3 separate regions of the Mus musculus genome follow, and regions 1 and 2 are each linked to region 3. The links are chromatin contacts, called in public ChIA-PET and HiChIP or PLAC-seq maps. All regions are on one chromosome and are shown on one strand. Each heading gives the region's core, a stretch centred on a gene start, on an enhancer-like site or on the middle of the called end of the contact. The rest is flanking DNA. Distances are from core to core; before and after follow the strand shown.

Region 1 (4,278 bases), core at 1,690-4,189, 150 kb before region 3:
CCTCACTGCCCACTTCACTACCCACCTCACTGCCCACCTCACTGCCCGCCTCACTGCCCACTTCACTGCCCGCCTCACTGCCCGCCTCACTGCCCACCTCACTGCCCACTTCACTGCCCGCCTCACTGCCCGCCTCACTGCCCGCCTCACTGCCCACCTCACTGCCCGCCTCACTGCCCGCCTCACTGCCCGCCTCACTGCCCGCCTCACTGCCCGCCTCACTGCCCGCCTCACTGCCCACCTCACTGCCCGCCTCACTGCCCGCCTCACTGCCCGCCTCACTGCCCGCCTCACTGCCCGCCTCACTGTCCACCTCACTGCCCGCCTCTCTGCCCACCTCACTGCCCGCCTCACTGCCCACCTCACTGTCCACCTCTGCCCACCTCACTGCCCACCTCACTGTCCACTTCTGCTCACCTCACTGCCCGCCTCACTGCCCGCCTCACTGCCCGCCTCACTGCCTGCCTCACTGCCCGCCTCACTGCCCGCCTCACTGTCCGCCTCACTGCCCGCCTCACTGCCCACCTCTGCCCGCCTCACTGCCCGCCTCACTGCCCACCTCACTGTCCGCCTCACTGTCCACCTCACTGTCCGCCTCACTGTCCACCTCACTGCCCACCTCACTGCTCACCTCACTGCCCACCTCACTGCCCACCTCACTGTCCGCCTCACTGTCCACCTCACTGCCCGCCTCATTGCCAGCCTCACTGCCCACCTCACTGTCCACCTCTGCCCACCTCACTGCCCACCTCACTGCCCGCCTCACTGCCCACCTCACTGCCCACCTCACTGCCCGCCTCACTGCCCACCTCACTGTCCACCTCACTGTCCACTTGTGATCCTGATACTTGGTTTCGTTGTTTCCAAACTCTAATTGGTTAAGCTGGTTTTGGCCACATTACCACATATCAGTACCAAACGCTGTCAAGAGCACTTGGCATTCCATGTTTTTTGTGGATAACCAACAAATCTGTTCTTTTGGGTTATGAGCCTCCTAGGCAACAGGTCATGATCATGATGACTAATGAATGCATTTTGGGAAAACGACAGGAGTAGTCTTGGCACACACGGTTAGACTTTTGTCCTGGCAAGAGATGCCAGGAGCAGTGTACAGTGCTGTTGGTATCTTTGGATGCCTCCAGGTGCCTGTGCCAGCTGGATAGCTCTCCTTCATCCATCGCTGACCTTAAGTTCCTCCAGGAAGATCACATTAGGGGCAGGAGAGACGGCTCAGAGGTAAAGAGCACATACTGCTCTTGCAAAAGAGAACTTGACTTAGGTTTCCAGTACCCACAACGGGCAGCTCACAACAGCCTATAACTCTAGCTCCAGGGAATCCAACACCCTCTTCTTGCCTCTGTGGGGGCACACATATGCACGTGCATACACATATTAAGATCATTTTTAAGGCCAAGTATAGGGGTGCATGCCTTAATCCCCTGCACTCAGGAGGCAGAGGCAGGTGGATCTTTGTGAGTTCAGGGACAATCTGGTCTACATAGTGACTTCTAGGACAGCTAAGGTTACATAGAGAGATCCTGTCTCAAAAAAAAATTTTTTTTTTTAAGATTGGAGTTGCTGTGATGAGATTATGCAGCAGCAACTCTGAGCAGTGCAGCCTCAGAGTCAGGATGCTGGGGTTCACCTTGGTCTTTCCCATCATTCATCTCTCTACCCATCTGGCCCTGGCCTTGAGGTTTAGCATCACAGAAGAGAGGGCTTCTAGGTAGAATGCCGCAGAGGAGACTGGCCCCCTCCAGGAACAACACACCCCTTTATTTATGGTCTTCCTTTTTTCCCCATCAAATCAGATTTTGTTTTCTCCACAGAGGTGGAAGAGACAAAGCCTTGTGGTTAATATGCAGAAGCGGTCACCCACTTCCAAATCTCTATTATCCCTGCGGAAAGGCACCTCTTGGGGCTCTTAAACCCTTTACTGCTTCCATTGCACAATTACACTTACCTGTTTTTGTCTGAATACAGAAGGAAGTTCGTATATAATCCCAAGGAAAGGGAAGGCATTTGCACCTACTATTGTCTTTTCCTGACCAGTTGTCTCGTTGAATTTTGTTTTGTTTTGTTTTCTGTTTGAGACTGGCTTCAAAGTCTCCACATAGCTAAGAATGAACCTGTCTAATCCTCCTATCTCTACCTCCCCATTGCTGGAATTATAGGTGTGTCTCACCACACCCTGATCCTTGAGGTTTTATCTTAAAATTTTTTTCTTGGGTGTTCAAAAAAAATTTTTTTTAAGTCATGTAAAGGAATGACAAGCAAATATTAAATACAAATAAAGAATAATTATATATTGGGCTAGCAAGATGACTCAGCAGGTAAAGGAGATTTGGGCAAGGCTGAGGGCCTGAGTTTGATCCTGAGACCCACAAGGAGGGAGAGAAGCAACACAAACAAGTTGTTCTCTCACATGCACACACATGCTGTGGACCGCATGCAGCATTCTCCCCCCCCCCCCACACACACACCAAAAACAGAATAAATGAAAACAAAACCCAACAAAACCAAACCCAAAAACCAAAAGTAGTGTCAAAATGTTGGTATGTTAAGTCACTATTAAATTGAGAATACACTATTAAATTGAGAATACTTGGATGTTGCTATAGCAGCAACACCCAAGAGGCACGTAGGTAAATTTAAATGGTCTAGCAGCCCCGTTTTAAAAAGTGGTTGAAGCTAATAAAACAATCACATTGTCATTTAAACTTGTAATAAATATTAACTTAATGAGATATTTAATTTTCATATAAACCTTTGGTTGGGTGCATATTTTATATTTTCTGTACATCTTAGTTTGAGCAGCTACGTTGTAAATGCTCGAATCTGCCCTGTGTGACTGTGCCTTCTGTAGAGGACAGGATAGTTCCAGGTTTCTTGTTATTTCGTTCTCACCCAGCCAGGAAGGAAGAAAGTCCCCAGAGGCTGATCTCTTTCAAGCCTCCTATTGCTGGCTAATTAAATCCCTAAGCAACGGCTGAGTCACTCTCAACTGTGGCAAACAATTTAAGAAATGTGTCTCAGAGCCAAGAACACAGCTCCCCACGTACAAGGAGAGAGGCGAGGCCTCTGGATGAGAGCTTTGGAGGAGAGGGAAGAGTGTGGGAAATCAGGTGCGTCTGTGTGGGAGGGAAGAGGTAAGCCATCACTAAAGGCTAGAGAGGAACAGAGGAGCGAAAAAGGGTCCCTGCTGAGTCATGTTCCTCCTGTCTTTACAGCCCCTCTCTGAGGCCGGACTGGGGCTCATGTCATAGACACAGAATCCCAGATCATCAACACTCAAGTCTGGTGTAGGGCTCATCGTCTAATTCATTACCCCTAAGCTCCAGGAGAACAGGCTCAGTGTGCATAGACTCTGGTGCAAAGCGTGTCCAAGTATGCAGTGTTTACATAGACTGTATTATCTGCATGATGCATACTCTATTTGCAGGCGGATCTCAGGATCTAAAAACTGTCTCCACGCTTCCCAGTAAAGGGGCTGCTTCTTACCCCTCCTCTGCGTTTCCTTTTCCTCCACCCACCACCCGCAGTAGACTCCTTTGAGAAAAGCAGTGTGGATTGGAGGAAGCAGGAGACTGAGATAACAGAGACAGAGGAGGAGGATACAAAGAATCCACTCAAAAGCCACATGGGAGCCTGCAGAAGTCACACAGTGAATCCGCAGGGCTGAAGAGCCACAAGGGAGCCTGCAAATTTGACAACTGTTTTAGGGGAGAAGAGGAGTGATTGCCAAAGCTTTATTTGTCTCAGAATATCCTATTGACCTCAGTCCTTGTGTGGTTAGTGTTAGTTCTAGGTAATCCAGAGAGAAGGCATTTTCTCCCCAAGACCCTGTTAAAAACAAAACCAGGCTAATCTGGAGGCAGCCAGAAGGAAGAGCCATTGTGCTGTGTTGACACTTTGGCCAGCCACTTTCTAGCTGAACTGCCTCGGACAGTTGACTGAAGTGTCTCTGCTTCAGACTCTTGTTAAAATAGGTTAGCTTGTGTTTATTTGATGTATGTATGGTTTTTATATGATGTGCATATGCTTTGCTTGCACACACACACACACACGTATGTGCATTATGCGTGTTCGGTTCCTGAGGAGGCCAGAAGAGGGCATCTGTACCCTGGAGCTGGAGTTACAGATTGCTGTGAGCTGCTATATGGTGCTGGGGACTGAACTCTGGTATTCTGCAAGAACAGCCATCTCTCTGGCCCCTCTACTTAGACTCTTAATTTCAAAGCTTAACAAGAAGACAGTTTTACCACTTAGGGGTTTCTT
Region 2 (4,287 bases), core at 137-2,636, 170 kb before region 3:
AGAGAGCTGACTCGACAAAAACCATCCTGTGACCACACACACGGTGCCGTGTGCCTCCCAACTCAAAACAAAACCAAACCCCAAAACCTCTTTTTGTATGGAGAGTATCTTTTTTTTTTTTAAAGATTTATTTATTGATTATATGTAAGTACACTGTAGCTGTCTTCAGACACCCCAGAAGAGGGAGTCAGATCTCGTTACGGATGGTTGTGAACCACCATGTGGTTGCTGGGATTTGAACTCCGGACCTTTGGAAGGGCAGTCGGGTGCTCTTACCCACTGAGCCATCTCACCAGCCTGGAGAGTATCCTTTTATAAATGACGTGTGTGTGTGTGTGTGTGTGTGTGTGTGTGTGTGTGTGTGTACTCATGCACATATGCACAGTGTGAAGACAACTTGTGGGACTGGTTCTCTCCTTCCACAATGTGGAACTCAGCGATTGAGCTCCAGTCACCAGCTTTGGTGGCAGGTTTTATGATGTCCCCTTAGCTTCTTCTAACTTTTAACTTATAGAAACACTTCTTCAGGGCCCTTCCTTATATATTCACCTTTGAACTCCTGGGAAAGTATATGTGGATCATAAAATTCATCGTGAAAAATCACTGGGTCAAAGGTCCTGTGGAAGGATTTTATTTTCCTTTTAATTAATAATGTTCCAAGGATGAATATGCCCTAACTTATCTATTCACTGCTGACATTTTAAACTCTGAGTTGAGTCTGTTTTCCAAGCAGAGAACTTGGGAGAAGGAGTCAGCCTGGGGAACTTTGCATACATCCCTCTGAGTCCAGACCAGGTCTTCTCACCCTCTTCACTGGACCTAGTCTCTGCTCAGTCCACATGCACCAGGCTGTCCTCAGACTCACAGACCAGCCCACTTCTGCTGGGACTGAAGCTGTGTGCCACTGTTCCCGGCAGCAGCACCATTTTTGTGCTTATGAAGACGGTGACAGTGTCTCAGAGAAGGGGCAAGCTGTCCATTTGCACATTCCCTGCACACTCCCAGAACTCAGAATGCATATTGAGAGGGTTGGGTGAGGGCTGGAGAGATGGCTCAGCTGTTAAAGGCCAGGCTCGCAACCAAAACAGAACACAGTCATGTTGGAGCAGAGGGTAGCAGCTGCTGTGTCGGGGTGAGAGACAGCAAGGTTAGTGGTGACTTCTAAGACAGGTAACGCTGTATTCATCAAGCCACAAGACAGACGGGGGCTTTGGACTTGGTCAGTTAAGTCAGGAAGTCAGCAGCAAGCAGACAAGCCAGTGCCAACCTGGACAGCAAGAGTGGAGGCAGGCCAAGCGAGTTCAAGAACCTGGGCGTTGGTAGGAGTGGAAACTGAAGGAACACATAGGAGCCTGAAGGAGCAGAAGAGCAAGCTTCATCCGTGGCAGCTTCCTGCCCCACCCAAGCAGTGAGAGCTGACTCAGTCCGGCGGAGGCCCTTGAACAGTGAATGTACTTGGGAGCGGGGACACAGCTCTGAGGGCACCCAGTTTACAGACACCACCGAAACCCAGTGTGAGCTGGGACAGTTAATCCAACAAGCCGTTGTTGTAGCAGACAAGAGCTGAGTGCAGCAGCCACACATTGGGCAGCTCACACTTACACGTGATTGTGCATGGAACACAGCTATGTTCTATCAATGAAGATAGAGCTGGCCAGGGAGATGGCTCAGCAGGTAAAGGAAAGAGACTTGTCTTGCAAGCTTAAGTGACCTTAGTTTAGTCCCTGGAACCCATACAAAGGTGTGCAGAACTGACTCCAACCACATGTCCACTATCCTGGTATGTGCTTCCCCACAATAATAATAAATATAACATTAAAAAAATACAACTGTTAGCCAGGTGGTGAGGTGCACACCTTTAACCCCAGCTCTAAGGAGGCAGAGGCGGAGGCGGAGGCGGAGGCGGAGGCGGAGGCGGAGGCGGAGGTGGAGGCGGAGGCGGAGGTGGAGGCAGAGGGATCTTTGTCAGTTTGAGGCCAGCCTGGTCTACAGAGGGAGCTCCAAAACAGCTAAGGCTATACAGAGAAGCCCTGTCTTAGAAAGCCAAAGCAAGCCAAACAAACAACCAAAAAAAAAAAAAAAAAAAAAAATCTAAAGAACCCTGCCATTCTCAGTGATCCAGTGTGTTAGACAGTTTCTCCGTTTGAAATTTTTTTAAGATTTATTTATTTATTTTATGTATACGAGTACACTGTAACTGTACAGATGGTTGTGAGTCTTCATGTGGTTATTGGGAATTGAATTTTTAGGACCTCTGCTCACTCCTGTTGGCCTTGCTCGCTCAGGCCCAAAGATTTATTTATTTATTATTATATATAAGCACACTGTAGCTGTCTTCAGACACACCAGAAGAGGGTGTCAGATCTCATTACCGGTGGTTGTGAGCCACCGTGTGGTTGCTAGAATTTGAACTCAGGACCTTCAGAAGAGCAGTCAGTACTCTTATCCGCTGAGCCATCTCTCCAGCCCTGAAAAATTTAAATTTGATACTGTGTGTATGGACAATGTGTATTACATAAATGTGTGTCTGCAAAGGTCAGAGGGCAAACTCATGGAACTTTCCCGCATTTTCTGGCCACTTTGCTGGCCCTCTGTTTTTGGCTAAGGACTGTGAGGCTCAGAGAAGGCCAGCAGCTCGCTCATGCACAGAATCAGCAGCAGTAGGTCCAGGTTGCAATCTCCCTCTCACTGTCTGAAGCCCACTCTTCTGAACGCTGCTCCATAAAAATGGAAAGTGTTTAACCCCAGCACTCAGGAGGCAGAGGCAGGCAGAGCTCCAAGTTCAAGGTCAACCTGGTCTACAGAGTGAGTTCCAGGACAGCCAGGGCAACACCGAGAAACCCTGCCTCTAAAACAAACAAACAAACAAACAAACAAACAAAAGCAAAACCCAGAAACTGTCTGTTCCCAGCCTGCCACAGGCCTTAAGGGAGCAGTCAGCAAATGTTGGCTGAATGGGTGACTCATCTGAAGCAACTTTAGTTCTTATGCTCCTGTCTGTGCCCTTTTGTTAGATTTTGACTTCACTGCTTAAACCCATGGGAGAAGTCTATTTCCTTCCTTCCAAACTGAACTTGAAATAGGACAGTTTTATGTTTCTGATTTTGCTTAATTCCCAAACTATGAACTCCTGAGACAGGGATTTTACCCAGCAACACCTTAGCCTAATAAAGCTAAATATTGAATACTAGTGATATTAAGCATTCAAAATCTGGAAGCATGAACAAATGAGAGGCAAACTGCCTGATCAGTCATTCTTCTTTTCCTTGGTGTGACTGGATTCCTGACAATAGCAACTTAAGGAGGACGGAGGCTCCCAGTTCCAAGGTGCATAGCTCAGGACAGGCATGGCCCCAAGAGATCAAGGAGGCTGGTCTCATTGTAACCACAGAAGCAAGCAGAGAAGGGAGTGTGGGTGCTTAGCTTGCTTTTTCTTTGTTCTTCAGGTTGGGACCCCAGCTCGAGGTGTGGTGTTGCCTACATTTGGGATATGTCCTCTCTCTTCAGTTAAAGATTCCTAGAAACACCCTCATGGGAGCACATGGAGGTCTGTTTCTACGGTGATTATGTAATTTACTTATTTTTATTTTACGTACATTTGTGTTGAAGGTATGTCTGTGTGAGGGTGTAAGACCCCTGGAGCAGGAGTTACTGACAATTGTAAGCTGCATTGTAGCGTGTCGTCAAGTTGCCAATGATGGTAAATCCACTTTGGCTGTGCTGTATAGATGGTGTGAGGAGGTGACAAAGTCGTCTGGGCTGGGCTGGACGCGGCTGGTTAATTCTTTTCTGCATTAGTGCAGCGCTTGGCTTGTTTGATGCTCTTCCAGGGGCTAGAGATGTAGCTCAATCAGTAGAGTGCTTATCTAACATGCATGAAGCTCTAGGCTCAGTCCCTAGCACCACATAAACTAGGCACGGTGCACACACCCATAGTCCAGGACTTACATGTAATATAAGAACAGTGAGGCAGAATCAGGAGTTCAAGGACAGCCTGAGACCCTCTCTCAAAAAAATTTTTTTCTGAATAACAACTTTTTTTTTTTTTACATTTAGTTATTTTATGTGGATGTGGGTATGTGGGCCACAGCACTCATGTGGCCAAAGAACAACTCGCAAGAGTCCATTCTGTTTCTCCCATGTGGGTTCTGGGGATTGATCTCAGAACATCAGGTTGGCAGCAAGCCCCCTTCTTGGCTGAGCCATGCTACGGCCCTTGCTGTAGTTTCAATAATAAAGCCCTATCCATTCTGTGTAGTTCTAGTGCCTGGAGAGAGATTACTACAT
Region 3 (4,290 bases), core at 1,312-3,811:
AAGGCACGTCCTCCAGCTGGAGGCTGATTAAATATGTAGAGCTTTAGAACCGGGCAGACCTTGAGACCCAACTCCAGGGTACAAGTGTGGAGGAGAGGAGATGTCCCCTCCCTCTGCTGGCAAGGTGCCTAGACTGGGCCTCCAGCTGTAGCAGCACACAGCCAGCATCCTAAACCCACTCACCTGGCACGACACCTGGACCTTGTACTTGGACCAGCTCCTTGTCTCGTTCGTCTGCCTGCTCCGAGTTCTCAACCACCTGCTCCAACTCCTCGCTGAGCTGAAGGAGAAGGCGTGAACAGTTTAGCTGGACTGGCCTTGCCTTTCTAGGCTAAAAAAAAAAAGCAGAAGCTGCCATCCACATAACCGTCACACATGCACAAAGGCCACATGACACAGGATGTGTGAGACCAAGTCCTCTGTCTTCTCTCACAGAAGTTTCCTGGGAAACTACAGGAAAGGATTTAGCAGGGCTGGCTCGATGAGCAGTGAGGGAGACCTGTATTCCCAGCCTGTCTCCTAGCTTCTGCTGATTACCCTGGCATTCTCAGGGCTATTGGTAGCTGTGCCTGATGTCTAACCCCTGCCTCCATTTTTACAGGGTCCCCTGCAGTGTGCACCCCCTTGGGGTACATCTTTAAGGACAATCATAATGATCGATTCAGAGCCCAACGCTTGTCATTGTGCAATAACCCAAAGTGACTCTAGTTCCGAGTCCAAACAGGACAAGTACTGGAGTCACCCTTCAGCATCTCCCAGAGCCACAGTCAGTTAGTGAAACAGAAATCACGCCACCTTGGTCTCATTCCAAAGCCCACGGTCCTAACCACTTCCTAGAGGAAGAGGAAATGTGGCTTAGAGTCCACTCAGAGAAAAAAAACTGACAACAGCAAAACTGGTGTCTCCGTGGGACACTAAAGCCCACAGATGTGGGTGCAAATGGCAAAGCAGGGGCGACAGATGTCCAGGTACCAGGCAACCGCAATCTAGCTCAGCAGTCTTCTCACATGACCTGTCAGACGGGAGAAATCTTGCTGCTGAGAAAGCAAAGTCCGGGATCAGTGTCCCATCATTTTAGGCAGGTGAACCCCGTGGTTTGCAGGGGTCCAGCCCAGGCTCATCGGGATATCACATGAAAAGGTACCTTTTCTCCACTCAGAGACAGGGTCTCATGTAATCCAGGCTGGCTTCAAACTCACTATAGTGGAGAATGACCTCGAATTTCTGGGCCTTCAGCCTCTACCTCCTAGTACTAAGCAAGTACTGAACCATCTCGGCTACAGACACCCCCAGCCCTCAGAGATCTTTCACATTTACCCTAGATGATTTACATAAAAGAAAAAAAAACCAAAACAACAACAACAAAACAAAACAAAACTCAAGAGGGACAGTGGTCCCAAGAACCCAGGTATAGTGGCAATCCCCGTCCCTCCAATCGCCTTCTTGATACTCAGCAGCCAGCACAAGCCTTTGCCTATCCCAGGCCAAACTTCTCAGAAAGCTCCTTTCTAGAGCGGAACCTCAGCAAATACCTAATTTCATTAGGTCCGCTCTCAAAACAACCCGGGCAAGAAAGATGCAAGCCAGTCTTCTTGGGACTTCAAACAGATCTGAAGAACGCAAAGGGAGGCGGGGCCTCTTTAACGCCTTCTACCATTAGGCACGATTCCAGTGAGCACCTGAATCTATCTACTTGTGGCCTTGCTCTGCGAACAGGACAACAGCCTGTATTTCAATACATTATCTTATAAGCTCTGCTACACTGCGGTCCTCTGAAGCTAGTACCCCAAAACTCCGCAGAAGCAAGAGCTGTCTGCATCCTGGTATTCACCCGGGATCATCAGTGACCCCAGGGCGCTGAGTTCAGCACGCTGCTAACTCGTTTGGAGAGTGTGAGTTTCCAGTGTGGCCAGGGCCTCCGTGGGTGGAGACGGACATGGAGACAAGCTAAGGTTGGGCTGCTCCGGTTGGACAAGGTCTAACGGCATGGGGCGGCTGCACGGCCTCGAGCAAACCTGGACAGTGGTGGCTGACGGCTAAGGATGCGGCGTCGCGGAAAGACACCCAGGCAGGGCAGAGCCGGGGAAGCCCCACACCAGAGGAACAGAAGGGGCCCGGAGCCAGCGCGGCTCTGCGAAGGGAAGCGGGAGGTTCGGGCGACAGACAAAGGGCTGCTGGGGTTCTGGGGAAGGCGAGGAGCTGCCGAGGAGCTGCTGGCCACACGCGTTCCCCACAGCCAGACTCCAGGGTCCCTTGTTATCCCCGCGTGCCGGGACCACGCAGGGGCTCCACCTGCTGCAGAGCCCGCATGCCACGGAGTGCCAATCATCCACCTGCACCGGGGTCGCGGCGCCCTGCCCGCCCTCCGCGCCCGTCCGGTCCGCACCTCCTGGTAGGACGTGGAGAGTTCTTGTCGGATCATGGCACTGGCCCTCTACGGCTCACCAGGGACCGCGACGCCGCAGGAGGCGCGAGCTCCAAGATGTGCCCGCTCTACTAAGCAAGACCCGCTCTAGTCTACCGCCCAAGACCAGGCGTGGCGGCGCTCAACGCATGCGCATCTTTTGCTGCCGCCGCGGGCGACGCTGGGAGTTGTAGTTCTAGGTGCCGGGAGCGGTGGGGAAAGCACCAGCTGGGCTCAACCTCCCGCTAGAGAGGCAAGCAATAGCCTCGCACTTCCTCTCTTTGTTACAGGCAGAAAAATGGAGTGCCTGAGTGCAGCATGGCACAAAGGCCAGTCGGAGCGCCCAGTAAGGGGAGAGGAAACTGGGCCTTGCGGTTTATAATGACAATAAATGTCCAAAGAGCCCTTTGTGTACCAAGCTCTCCGTACGCTTACGTCTTGATCCTTCAAGGAATCCTGCAAAGGAAACTTTTTTTCTCTCTCTCTATTTTACAGATTAGTACACTGAGGTAATGAGGATACCTTCTGTCAGTAAGGATAGGGAGAGAGTGATGATCGAGAAGTTATTTCATCTGAGAAAGGAATAACAAAATTCTAGAGTTCAACAAGGCTTGTGACAGCCAGCAGTCGATATGGACTGTGTGAAACAACCCTGGCTCAGGTTGCACCTTCCAGAGCCAAGCAATGGGTTGCAATAGTTGTATAGTTTACTAAGGTTCCTGTAGAGTGTGTGTAAGTACCTGTGGCTGGTACCGCCATGAGGTAGTCAGCTGGCTATCTGAGTCTATGTAAGACAGCCAGGGCAGAAGGTGGAGCCCAGCAGGATCTGCTCTTGGTTGATAGACATTTTCTCTCTCTCAGTGACACAGATATAGGCCAGATTAAAAATAGATAAAGACGGGTTTATTAGCTGGCAGCTCTCAGGAGGGTTCACCAATCTCACAGGTGGGGGTCAGCAAAGTCCCACTCCTAGAATAAAGCAAGGCAGTTTTATAGGTTTTAGGCAAGGAGTGATGACCTGCCAGCTAGGAGCTAGTCTTGTGTCCATACATGGTCAAAACCTAAGCCCCTGGGTGGGCACTCTTGGTGGGATGCTGGAAACAGGGAGACAGGAGTGATGATGTGTTAGCCAGGAGTTTTCTCCAAGCAGACAGGAGTGGCGGTAGGGTGTCTCTGTGGGGGCAGGGTTGGGGAAGGAGAGCAGGCGTGGTTTCCCTACCTTGTGCAGGGGGTGAGCAGGGGTTCCAGCCTAATATTGGTCATGGCATCCAATTGCCTCATCTGGTAAAAGCTCTTGCTTATATGTCAGAATGAGCATCGGAAGGAAGACTTAAGAACTTAGCAGATCTCTGGTAAAAGTTTAACATTTTTATCAAAGTGTGCCAGGGAGAAGTGGGCTCCTCTCTTTGTGTCTTACCACCACTCTTCCCTGCCCTGCCACCTGGTCCTCTGCTCTTCCATCTATTAAATGGGCCAGAATGTAGACAAATGCGCACTTGATGGTTGCCAAAACTTTGGGAAGCAGCTATAGACAGTCAGTATGTGTAGCGCTTAATACCATGTAGGTACCTAACGAATTCTGGGTAAGTTCATTAATGGAATACCAGTTTACATCTCATTTAATGAATGTTATTGTACCAGCTGGTTTTATGTCAACTGGACACAACTTTGGAGGAGTGAAAGTCAATTAAAAAACTGACTCCACTGTATTGGCCGGTGGGCAAGCCTGTGGTGCATTTTCTTGGTTGGTGATAGATGTGGGAGGGCCCGGCTCACTTGGGCAGTGCCACCCTGCCTGGGCTGATGGTCCTGGGTGCAATAAGAAAGCAGGCTGAGCAAGCCATGAGGAGTAAGCCAGTAAGCAGCACTCCTCCATGGCCTCTACA

The links. ChIA-PET counts read pairs in DNA pulled down with a chosen protein or histone mark. HiChIP or PLAC-seq counts read pairs in DNA pulled down with a chosen protein or histone mark.
Region 1: a contact with region 3 is called in a FOXA1 HiChIP or PLAC-seq map of pancreatic cancer cells. The contact joins the enhancer-like site here to the promoter of Pacc1 in region 3. A contact is called at or near these places in 6 of 39 promoter capture datasets (the C10 cell line, embryonic stem cells, hematopoietic stem and progenitor cells and 3 more), 8 of 484 Hi-C or Micro-C datasets (the HL-1 cell line, the N1E-115 cell line, cortical glia and 5 more), 3 of 115 datasets of contacts at active chromatin or transcription factors (the 230-238 cell line, the SCID.adh cell line and pancreatic cancer cells) and 2 of 9 other capture datasets (adipose tissue and liver).
Region 2: an RNA polymerase II ChIA-PET map of memory CD8 T cells shows a contact between it and region 3, with 394 read pairs. The contact joins the enhancer-like site here to the promoter of Pacc1 in region 3. A contact is called at or near these places in 10 of 39 promoter capture datasets (the C10 cell line, cranial neural crest, embryonic stem cells and 4 more), 4 of 484 Hi-C or Micro-C datasets (liver and nephron progenitors), 7 of 115 datasets of contacts at active chromatin or transcription factors (the 230-238 cell line, double positive thymocytes, embryonic stem cells and 4 more) and 4 of 9 other capture datasets (adipose tissue, liver, macrophages and 1 more).

What each region holds. Positions count from the first base shown.
Region 1 is chr1:191,469,567-191,473,844 of GRCm38.p6, reverse strand. No RefSeq gene overlaps it. Among named protein-coding and RNA genes, the nearest start is that of Gm32200, 6.7 kb to the right of the region's middle. Within about 2 kb of position 2,939, at least 139 of the 459 cell types and tissues checked have an H3K27ac peak or open chromatin away from gene starts, as enhancers often do. A contact at or near this core is called in the 230-238 cell line, the N1E-115 cell line, adipose tissue and 5 more, where this site is marked.
Region 2 is chr1:191,495,545-191,499,831 of GRCm38.p6, reverse strand. No RefSeq gene overlaps it. Among named protein-coding and RNA genes, the nearest start is that of Gm32334, 10 kb to the right of the region's middle. Within about 2 kb of position 1,386, at least 46 of the 459 cell types and tissues checked have an H3K27ac peak or open chromatin away from gene starts, as enhancers often do. A contact at or near this core is called in memory CD8 T cells and pancreatic cancer cells, where this site is marked.
Region 3 is chr1:191,324,173-191,328,462 of GRCm38.p6, reverse strand. It overlaps Pacc1 (proton activated chloride channel 1), which reads right to left and starts at 2,561. Exons shown (of 8, transcript NM_025864.4): 1 at 2,387-2,561; 2 at 184-280. The coding sequence starts at 2,422.